Linked DNA regions of Rattus norvegicus: region 2 is linked to region 1. The links are chromatin contacts, called in public Hi-C maps. All regions are on one chromosome and are shown on one strand. The core of a region is the stretch at or near the end of the contact, and the rest is flanking DNA. Distances in the headings are between cores, read along the strand shown. Region 1 has its middle 17 kb from the start of Plekhg7. Region 2 has its middle 100 kb from the start of Plekhg7.

Region 1 (4,496 bases), core at 1,273-3,772:
TGAGTGGTGTAAGGACCATAGCCATACTGGGTGACAGCTTAGCTGTAGGTACTGGAACCTGTGGACTACATTTTCTCTCCTAAATGTACTAAAAATCAGCCACCTAAGGAAATCCTATGAGATAGATTTTTGGAATAAATAGATGTTTTTTCTTTAATATATATTATATAAAGATAAAGAGTATATATTTATACATTTTATAAATATATAAAATATAAACAATATATATTTATATAATAGAGTATATACTATATTATTACATAGTTATCGCATACATAAATATTACACACTATATAATTCATTGTATTATACATAATATATTATGTATAATTAATATATATTACAAGTATAGATATTATATAATATATTTTATAAAGGATAATATATATAAAGAATATAATACATTTAATAATAAAGATAATATATAAGAATATAAGAATAAAATTTAGTAACATATTTAATAATAAAGATAATATTTTTAAATATATATTTAAAGATATAAATATATTATATATGTGACATATATCTTATACATGTACATAAAGATATATGTGAAGACATGTAAAATAAAATATATCTTAGATATAATATATCTTTATTATACATGTATTTGCATATGTATTTTTATAGCTTATAGTTGCTAAACCTAACCAGGACTCCAATGCTCTAAATGCTCTCAGGGGCTCTGAGATTTTTATACTTTAGAGGAAGCAGGAATGAGGAAATTTGCTGAGAAGAGGGATATTTAAGGAGAGAGGCAGGGAAAGGGGGAAGTTGTGGGGAATGCCCGTGGTCCCTCTGGTCACAGGGCTGCCTGTAGCCTGGGGAAAGTGCAGCAGATTGTGTCAGTCCTGGAAGGTAGTTATGAGGCTATCACTTAAGTGTAGAGGTGGGGATCAGAGATGGATGAAGCTTACGGTCCCCCAAAGAAGGCTTTTGAAACATTTTGGGGATCCCTCCCTGAATAGCTGGAGATGTTAAAGCTTAGAGCTAAGATCACTGTGGTTCTGAGTATGCGTTACTCAGGTTAGGACCACTCAGATGTCACAGTAAATCTAGACTTGAGAGTTTGTGGTGATCACTAGTATTGAGTTTTTTCTTCATTGAATATAAATCTGTTCATTAGTTCTAAGATTTTGCTTGATTTGAAAGGACTGGATTTTTGGGTCTCGGAAAATGAAGACACAAAATAAAATAACAATATAGGAATATTAATTGTTTTGTCTTGTTTTCTGTTTGTTTTTCAATACAGGGTTTCTCTGTGTAACCCTGGCTGTCCTGGAACTCTCTATGTAGACCAGGCTGGCCTCCAACTCAGAGATCCATCTGCCTCTGCCTCCTGAACACTGGTATTAAAGATGTGCATCGCCACCACTCGGCAGTATTAACCTTGACTATAAATACACTTTCATATTAGAAACACTGAGGCGTGAATTGTTGATAGCTGCATTTTTAGACTCGAGAAGATCAACTTACTATAAAATCACAGAAACTCAACTTGTGAGTTGTGTAGGTAATCAGACTACAGAGTTGCATCCTGTCTGCCTACTTACCCGGTAGGTCTTTGATGTTAAGGTGAGCTTAAAGCTTGTGTTACTTGGAAGAAGGACAAGGTGAGCACTGGGGGACTGCCCTGCCCTGTAGTGTAGTCATGACTGTAACAGTGACTGCTGAAGACTGATGACCATTGGAGACACTGCCTCTGAAGCTTCGGGTATGTTAGCGCGAGTCTGTGAGCTCCGCATCCCTCTGTAACCAGGAGACAAGGGTGGGGTGGGGGGGGGTTCGCAATCCCATTTTACAGACAAGGAAACCACATCTTAGGATTTTGTTGTTACCTATTTTTATTTTCTCCCAGCAGGGTCTCGTGAGCCCATGCTGGCGTCTAACAGACTACCGGGCAGAGAACACCCTTGAACATTACCCTCTTGCTTCCGTGCCCCAGATGCTGGAATTATGGGCCTGCATCACCACACAGCTTTCCAGCTCAGAAGGTTTAAATATCCCACGGCCATAAAGCTTCAAGACAATGGAGACACGATTTGAAACACACAGGTTGACTGATCCGAAGCTCACTCGTCAAGGGCAGGGAAAGGTGAAATGGTTAAGTCTCAAACTAAGGTATAGACAAGGTCAAAATGGCAAGAGTCCTTGCAAGGGATGGGGGCTTGGCATACGGCTGTGTGGCTCCTTTCTTTGCTCCATAATAATAACCAGACACGGCAGGCAGGGAGCACTTTGTGTGCACTGCCTTTTGATGCTAGCAGCAGCCTAGAGGAACTACTATGGTTTCCGTTACACAGACAAGGCAACTGAGGCTGGAAAAACAATCCGTTTGGTAAGTTTCAACGAGCGTCTGTTTGGCTCCGTGTTGAGCTCATGAATGTAGATTATCTTTTGACCAATGTGACTTCTGTTTTCCCTGACATACCAAGGCATCTTTTCAAAAAACTGTGTTTCTCTTTCTGTCCCTGCCCGCCAAGCCCCCTTAGGGTGTGTGTGATCTCTCAGCTTCATTCTCTCGAAGTTCACACTAGAGGAGCCACACGGTGGCAGTGTAACCTCACAGAGTTCAAACATGAGGAAGGAAAAAAAAAAAAAAAAAAAAACCCAAAACCAAAACCCAAAAAACCCACTTGTTTCCACTACACTAGGCAGGCCAGACTCAAGTCTCACAAACAGACATGGATGGGCAGACTGGCTTTAATTAGACTGACCTTAGCATTTTACACTTCCTGGGCACAGACACACAGGATGCATGCTCCACAAGCCAGGTACTCCCAGGAGTAAAGATTCCAGAGACCCCAATGGCAGGGTGGTGATCCATAACATCTGAGAGCCTCCCCATAACATCAAGACCTCCCCAAACCCAGGAAATGCGAGGCCGACTATTTCAAAAATATTTTGTATCTGATTCTCACAAGCTCCTCCCTCTTTTGACTTTCTGCACGAGGTGGGGGGATTGTCTGAAAGAACAAAAGGAGGGAAAGAAAAACAAATTAGGGGAAAGAAAGAGGGTCAGCCTTGGCTTCAGAAGAGCCCAGAAACTCCAAGAACTCTGTGGATACTTGACACTAACCACAGTACCCAATATCCCCGACACACTTCCTTAAGCATGAGAAGACTTAGCCAATGCCTATTTTACAGTCTGTGAGATACTTTGTTACAAATTTATGATGTATCTTTAGGTGCTGTGTGATGGAAGCTGTTTCTCCAGCACTTTGCTTTCTTTCCTCCCAACTAAGAAAAAAAAAGCCTGAGATCCTTCTATATTATAAGAGGGAGGAAGACTTGGCCACTAGGAGAGAAACCAGCAAGTGATCAAGAGAAAAAGATCCTTACCAATCTAGGAATGCAAAAAAACAAGATTCACGAGGCTGATGGGACACAGATATTTTTATTTGTATCTTTCGAAGTCGTTTTGGAGTAGATGGTAACCAGGGAGAAAAATGCTTTTCAAGACAAGTGGCAAGATTCACACTCCTGACTGCTTGTTTTAGGAAGAGTCTTCGGGGCCAGTTGTGTTTTAGAGATTCGTGAAATCCCTCTTCCCAGGTGCCTGAGTCGTCTGCACTTAGGCCAGCATAAGGAGCCTGTATGCTTTTGTTTGAAACCCGGCCAGCTAGTCTCTGGCTTTATTATGACTTTGGCTCCTGCAGCTGTCTCTAACTCACCCATGGGCCACATGCATCATCCCGGGATAACTTAATATGGCTTAGCACAAAATTATGCACTTACTTAAAACATGAGAGTATTTTTTTTAAAAAAAAAATTATGTAGTTCTCAAGAATGAACTTTGTAGGTGAGAAGGTCATGTTGCAAAGTCAAGAGTTTGGACCCATCTCACAAGGCCTGTTCCTCAACCCAAGTTCTCTCATCTGAAAAATGGGGACGATTACAGTAGCTTCTCTATTTTACAGGTTATTGGAAGAATATGTAAAAGACTAGGATCTAGTAGGCCCTTAATAAACACTGACTGTTCTTAACAAATGTGTCCCGTTATGATAGCAAGAGTCCAGATCATGTTAGATACTACTGAACGAACAATGAAGAGAGAGCTGATCTGGTTTGGAGCTCGACAAAAACATGCTCAGGTCTTTTCAGGGCTCTAGCTCTGTGCTTGGATCTCTCGGAGATGAAGGTGATTTCCTTTATACTTATATAGCATACTTGGTGACCAACAGGCCAGTTACAGACAGTAAGAAGGAGGCATTAGCAGGTCCCTGAGGTCAGAGGTCTCTAGTCTTGATGGGTTCCTGAAGAGATGTTTCAACAAATGGCGGCATTCCTTGACAACAGTTTTGACCTGCTGGTTTCCTGTTTCTTCCTGTGTAGAGTGACGCCCATGTCTAAAACGAAGCAACCTACTGCTGTCTTCCTGTCCTTCCCGCACAGAGCTGAGAATGATTACAGAAATCCCTGCGGTGTCTAGACGGTGGCTTTCAGACTGGGTTACATTGGGACTTGTTAGAAAGGCAGGTCTCGGTGCCCTACTC
Region 2 (4,496 bases), core at 1,019-3,518, 86 kb after region 1:
GGAGGCCTGTGGTCTGATTCTCTTTGGTTATGTAACAACCCCTGCACCCCACCCCCGCCCCCGTTAGTGAGTTTGTCTTCCACACCTGGCTCCTTTCCACACAGGATTATCTCCTCCCTTCAAAACAACCCTCCAAGCTGAGATTATGAGCTCAGTTTTACAGGGCGAGCCTACATTTGAAGGCCGCAGAGCTGTGCTGTTGAAACACTTGACCCCAGGTGATCTGGCTGTAGTTCCAATTGAATTCCATGGAACACATTATCCTGTCTCCTTTGGGGAGGGGGATCCCATGTCAAGAAATCACATCATCTGCCCATTATTGCAGGAGTCATAGCTCACTGCTGGAGTAGTGTGGGGCTAGAGATAAGCTTTCTCTGGGGGGTTTATTAAGGTCAGTTACCTGATCGGGAAGGTATCAGTCAGGAATAAATCTTTCTGACCTAAAATCAAATGCCATGATTAAAACATCGGGTTGTATAACCCTTCTAGGCCTGATCTCTCTCCTAGACAGAGTGCAGACATTGTGTCCAGTTGTCACTGAGGTTGGTGGGAGAAGGTCGTCTGAGATCCAAGCACCAGAGTGGACTCTGTGGGGTCAGATCTGCCAAGTCACAAAGGCGAAGATGGAGGGGAGGTTAACAAGTCACAGTGACTCGAGTGCTTTTGTAGGTCAGGATGTCAACAAATGCTTACTGAACACCTATGACACATCACTCTTGTGTAAGGATTAAGTCGTATCATCTTTAGTCCTCAGTATAGATCCTTGAGGCCTTATTTTTTTAAGTAGGGAGGCAAACTCTGAGAAGGCCAGTGACTTTGCCAACATGGATGACCCTGATGAGCTATGAGGGACGCAACCTGTAACTTTCTTCCCGAAGCTCAAATCTCCTGGCATACCTGATAGCCACTAAGGATGTCTGGTTACACCCAAGTAGAGTTAAAGTTGTTACTCGCATTCGAGAATCAGTCACCAAGACTTTTTATTCTGTGATATGGGCACTGCCTTCACAGTAAAAGAGAGTCTTTAGATAAAGGGATAGATACACGTTTTGGTTTTGGATGTGCTTTATGGAAAGTGTAGCAAACATATGGGCGCACGGGGACACAGGACAATGACAATGAAGTCAGCAGCAGAGGAAGTTGTAGAGTTATACTAGTAAATATGACAAGAGTTGTTCCTCGCCTGAATAGTTAATATGCCAGGACATGGAGGCTCCATGTTTTAAAGAACTGATTGATACTTTTGAGTTTTATAGTTACCAATGCTGAGAAGGCCATGTTCCGTCAATATACAATCTGAAACAGAGAAGTGTATGTAAGACCCGTTGTCAAGCTTGTTGGAAGTCCTGTCTGAGACACAAGCTAAAAGTAACTAATTTATCAGTATTGTTTAGGCGCTCACTGCTAACTTGGATAGCAATCCTCACAATCAAATGTTCGAACACAACATGATCCTCATGAGACACTTCCTGGTTGAGGCAAGTTGATGGAACATCTCCGTTTTCTATAATTAAGCTGCTACACTTCTAGAAGAGCACAAAGCTACTGTGTGTAAAGTAAACACACTGCGTAGTCCGTAGCCTGCCATGTGTCTGAGCATGATGTCTCTGGATAGTGGATGGGAGGAGTGATGGCATATACAGGGCACAGGCGTGTCTCAAGCTGGGGCCACACAGCTGTGCAGGGTAACACAGGTGAGCCTAGACCGAAGCACTTTGGAACTGTTACACAATTTAGGTTGAGTTTATCTTTGGTCATCGCACATTCAGGAGTTTTCTGCTATTGTCACTCTCTTTGGAGCGGTCACCTTCAGTTAAGTGACCCTGTAGTGGGGGTCATTTCAGTTTAAGAAGCTGGCTTTGTAACATATTTAAATATGGGCACAGTATTCACCAGTGCAAAGGCCTAGTGACAAGAGAACATTTTTACATTGTTCATCCCAGTACTGTAGTGGTGTGGGAAGCTGCTTTTTAATGAAAGTTATTAGAAATACTGACTTTCATATTATATATATGTATATTTATAAAATATGTGGGTATCTATAGCATATATTTTGCTGCCTTCAAACAACCACTTATGTCAAAGCAGAAACAGAAAAAAAAAAAAAGAAGAAGAAGAAGAAGAACAAAACAACATTGAGATTTTCCCAAGCATTTACAAACATGTCGAACAGCCTGGGACTTTCTGGGATCCTGTACGAGCCCTGGTCTGTGACCTAAGGTAACATTTTTGTTTGGTACAGTTCATATCTTCTGAGTGAGTCTGTCACATATTCAGAGCACTGGGACACCCCCAGGGGAGGCTTGTGCTGAATGAATAACTTAGTCAGGCAAAGAATGGCCACTGTAAAACCATTCCTTAGCGCGGGCTTCTGGCAGGGCCAAGTGTTACTTTAGGATTTAAGGAAGTATATTGGAGTCTTGTATGTGGTATGCTTCAAACATTTCTTTCCTTAAAAAGGACTAAAACCCACTGTTCTTTTCTCTCTCTCTCTCTCTCTCTCTCTCTCTCTCTCTCTCTCTCTCTCTCCCCTCTCTCTCTCTCTCTCTCTCTCTCTCTCTCTCTCTCTCTCTCTCTCTCTCTCTCTCTCCTGTTTGTCTCATTTCCTTCTCCATCCACCCCCTTTCCCTCCTCTCCCCTCCCCCCACTTCCTCTTCCCCTCCCCCGCCTCCTCCTTTCCCTGTTGTGACTTAAGTTCTTCTGCAATTAACATCCCATCTCTGCCAGCAGAGGGCACTGTTTGCGCGTTTAAGCAGAAGTCTCGGCTTTGTCTTTCCAGTGTGAACAGTCTCTGAGTCACAGGCAGGCCAGCTATTTGACCAGCAAGATGCTGGTGAGAAGGCCAGCCTGGGTGGTAGTGTTTCAGCATCATTTTGCAGAACATTTCCTTTGTTGCTTGGAGAAATGTTCGTTGCAAATACACTTGTAGTTCCCGGTGGAAAATATATATGTTTTGAACGTGAGCGAAGGCACTGGTGTGGAGTCACTCGGCATCTAAATATCACAAGTGCTTCGTTAGGGTGTCGGATTCTGGAGGTATCCGCACCAGAGTAGCTCAGCTCGCTGCAGGGGCGTCATGAATAATTTCTGTAGCAGCTGATGACATCATAAAGCAATCAGGCATTCCCTGCACCCTGTAATCGATGAGCTTAGATGTCTTGGGATGGAAGGGTGGAAAGACACTTTTCCTCTCACTGGGTTTGAGCATTTTGGAATTAGTCAGTGGCTGTTCACGAAAATAAAGCAAGTCACGTTCAGCTTTCAATCCATTGTGGAATATTTTCTTGAGAGTTGCATATACATCGTTTATAATATTGAATTATATATTTTGTAGTGGGGGCTGGGGATTTAGCTCAGTGGTAGAGCACTTGCCTAGCAAGCGCAAGGACCTGGGTTCGGTCCCCAGCTCCGGAAAAAAAGAAAAAAAAAAAAAAAGAAAGAAAAAATTTAAATATATTTTGTAGTGGAATTGAGGTACTTTTGTATTTTTATAGCAATTATTAAAAAAAATTAATCGAAGTATAGATGAGAACCACGCACTCTAACAATGAAAGTCACGATTAGGCAGACAGCGACTGTTCCATTCCTCCCTTCTCTGGCCTCAGTGTCTCTCTCTGCTCAGGTGTAACTTTTTAATTCTGGAACCTGTTTTTTACTTACCCACTCCATCTCTGAAATAGTCAGCTTGTCTTGCTGGTCTCTAAGCTACTACCTTTAGGTGTTAGCTATAGTTTGATTGAAGCATGAGTATGTTGCCCAGGGTTGTGTGCTAAACCTCGGTCACCAGTGTGGTAATGCTGGAGATGGGCACCTTTAAGCGAAGGTGGGGTAATTAGAGCAAGGTAATTAGTTCACATGAAAGGGATCAAAGCCATATGTATGGGAACCCGCTTACTTCCTCTTAGAGTGGGTTGTTATAAAACATAACACTCACCTTTCTCATGATCTGGCTTCCTGCCTCTGCCATGTGTTTTCTCTTCCCTTGCTCAGGCTCCCCCACAACACCATCTGCTGCAAGGTAGCGCACATAGGGGACTTTCACCAAGAGCCGAACACTCCAGGTTTACTCAGGGTTGAGTCGTTGGCCTGAAAAACTGTAAGCTAAACAGATCTTTTATCATTCCACGACCCAAGGAGGTTTGGTATAGCAAAGCAAGACAGACTTGTCTAAGACTGTGAATTGTCCTTTAGGAACGTCCGGCACCTTAGGCACTCCGTCCCTCTGCTCAGCATCTCTCTGTCACAGCTTCATTGGTTACCTCTGCCACTACAGGAAGAGCAGTCTAGGCTGAGTGACCTTGCTGTTCTCTGACACCTCTTTCGCCCAGTTTTTGTAAATTTCCTCTACATTGTCAAGATTCCTAACACTTCCCATGCGTTCTCTGGGCGTAATTATACCTTCTTTGTCTACGGTTTGTGAGCTCATCAATGGCATGTACCCTGAAAGTTGGGGTTGCTTCTCACAGTGACCGATCGTGTGTCCTCCTTATTGTGGT

What was found. A called contact is a pair of places that touch in the nucleus more often than the background predicts.
Region 2: a Hi-C map of Schwann cells shows a contact between it and region 1, with 9 times the contacts expected there. The contact joins two enhancer-like sites. A contact is called at or near these places in 10 of 12 Hi-C or Micro-C datasets (the A7r5 cell line, the Rat2 cell line, Schwann cells and 6 more).

What each region holds. Positions count from the first base shown.
Region 1 is chr7:32,706,984-32,711,479 of GRCr8, forward strand. No RefSeq gene overlaps it. Among named protein-coding and RNA genes, the nearest start is that of Plekhg7, 17 kb to the left of the region's middle. Within about 2 kb of position 2,523, at least 5 of the 93 cell types and tissues checked have an H3K27ac peak or open chromatin away from gene starts, as enhancers often do.
Region 2 is chr7:32,793,128-32,797,623 of GRCr8, forward strand. No RefSeq gene overlaps it. Among named protein-coding and RNA genes, the nearest start is that of Plekhg7, 100 kb to the left of the region's middle. Within about 2 kb of position 2,269, at least 15 of the 93 cell types and tissues checked have an H3K27ac peak or open chromatin away from gene starts, as enhancers often do.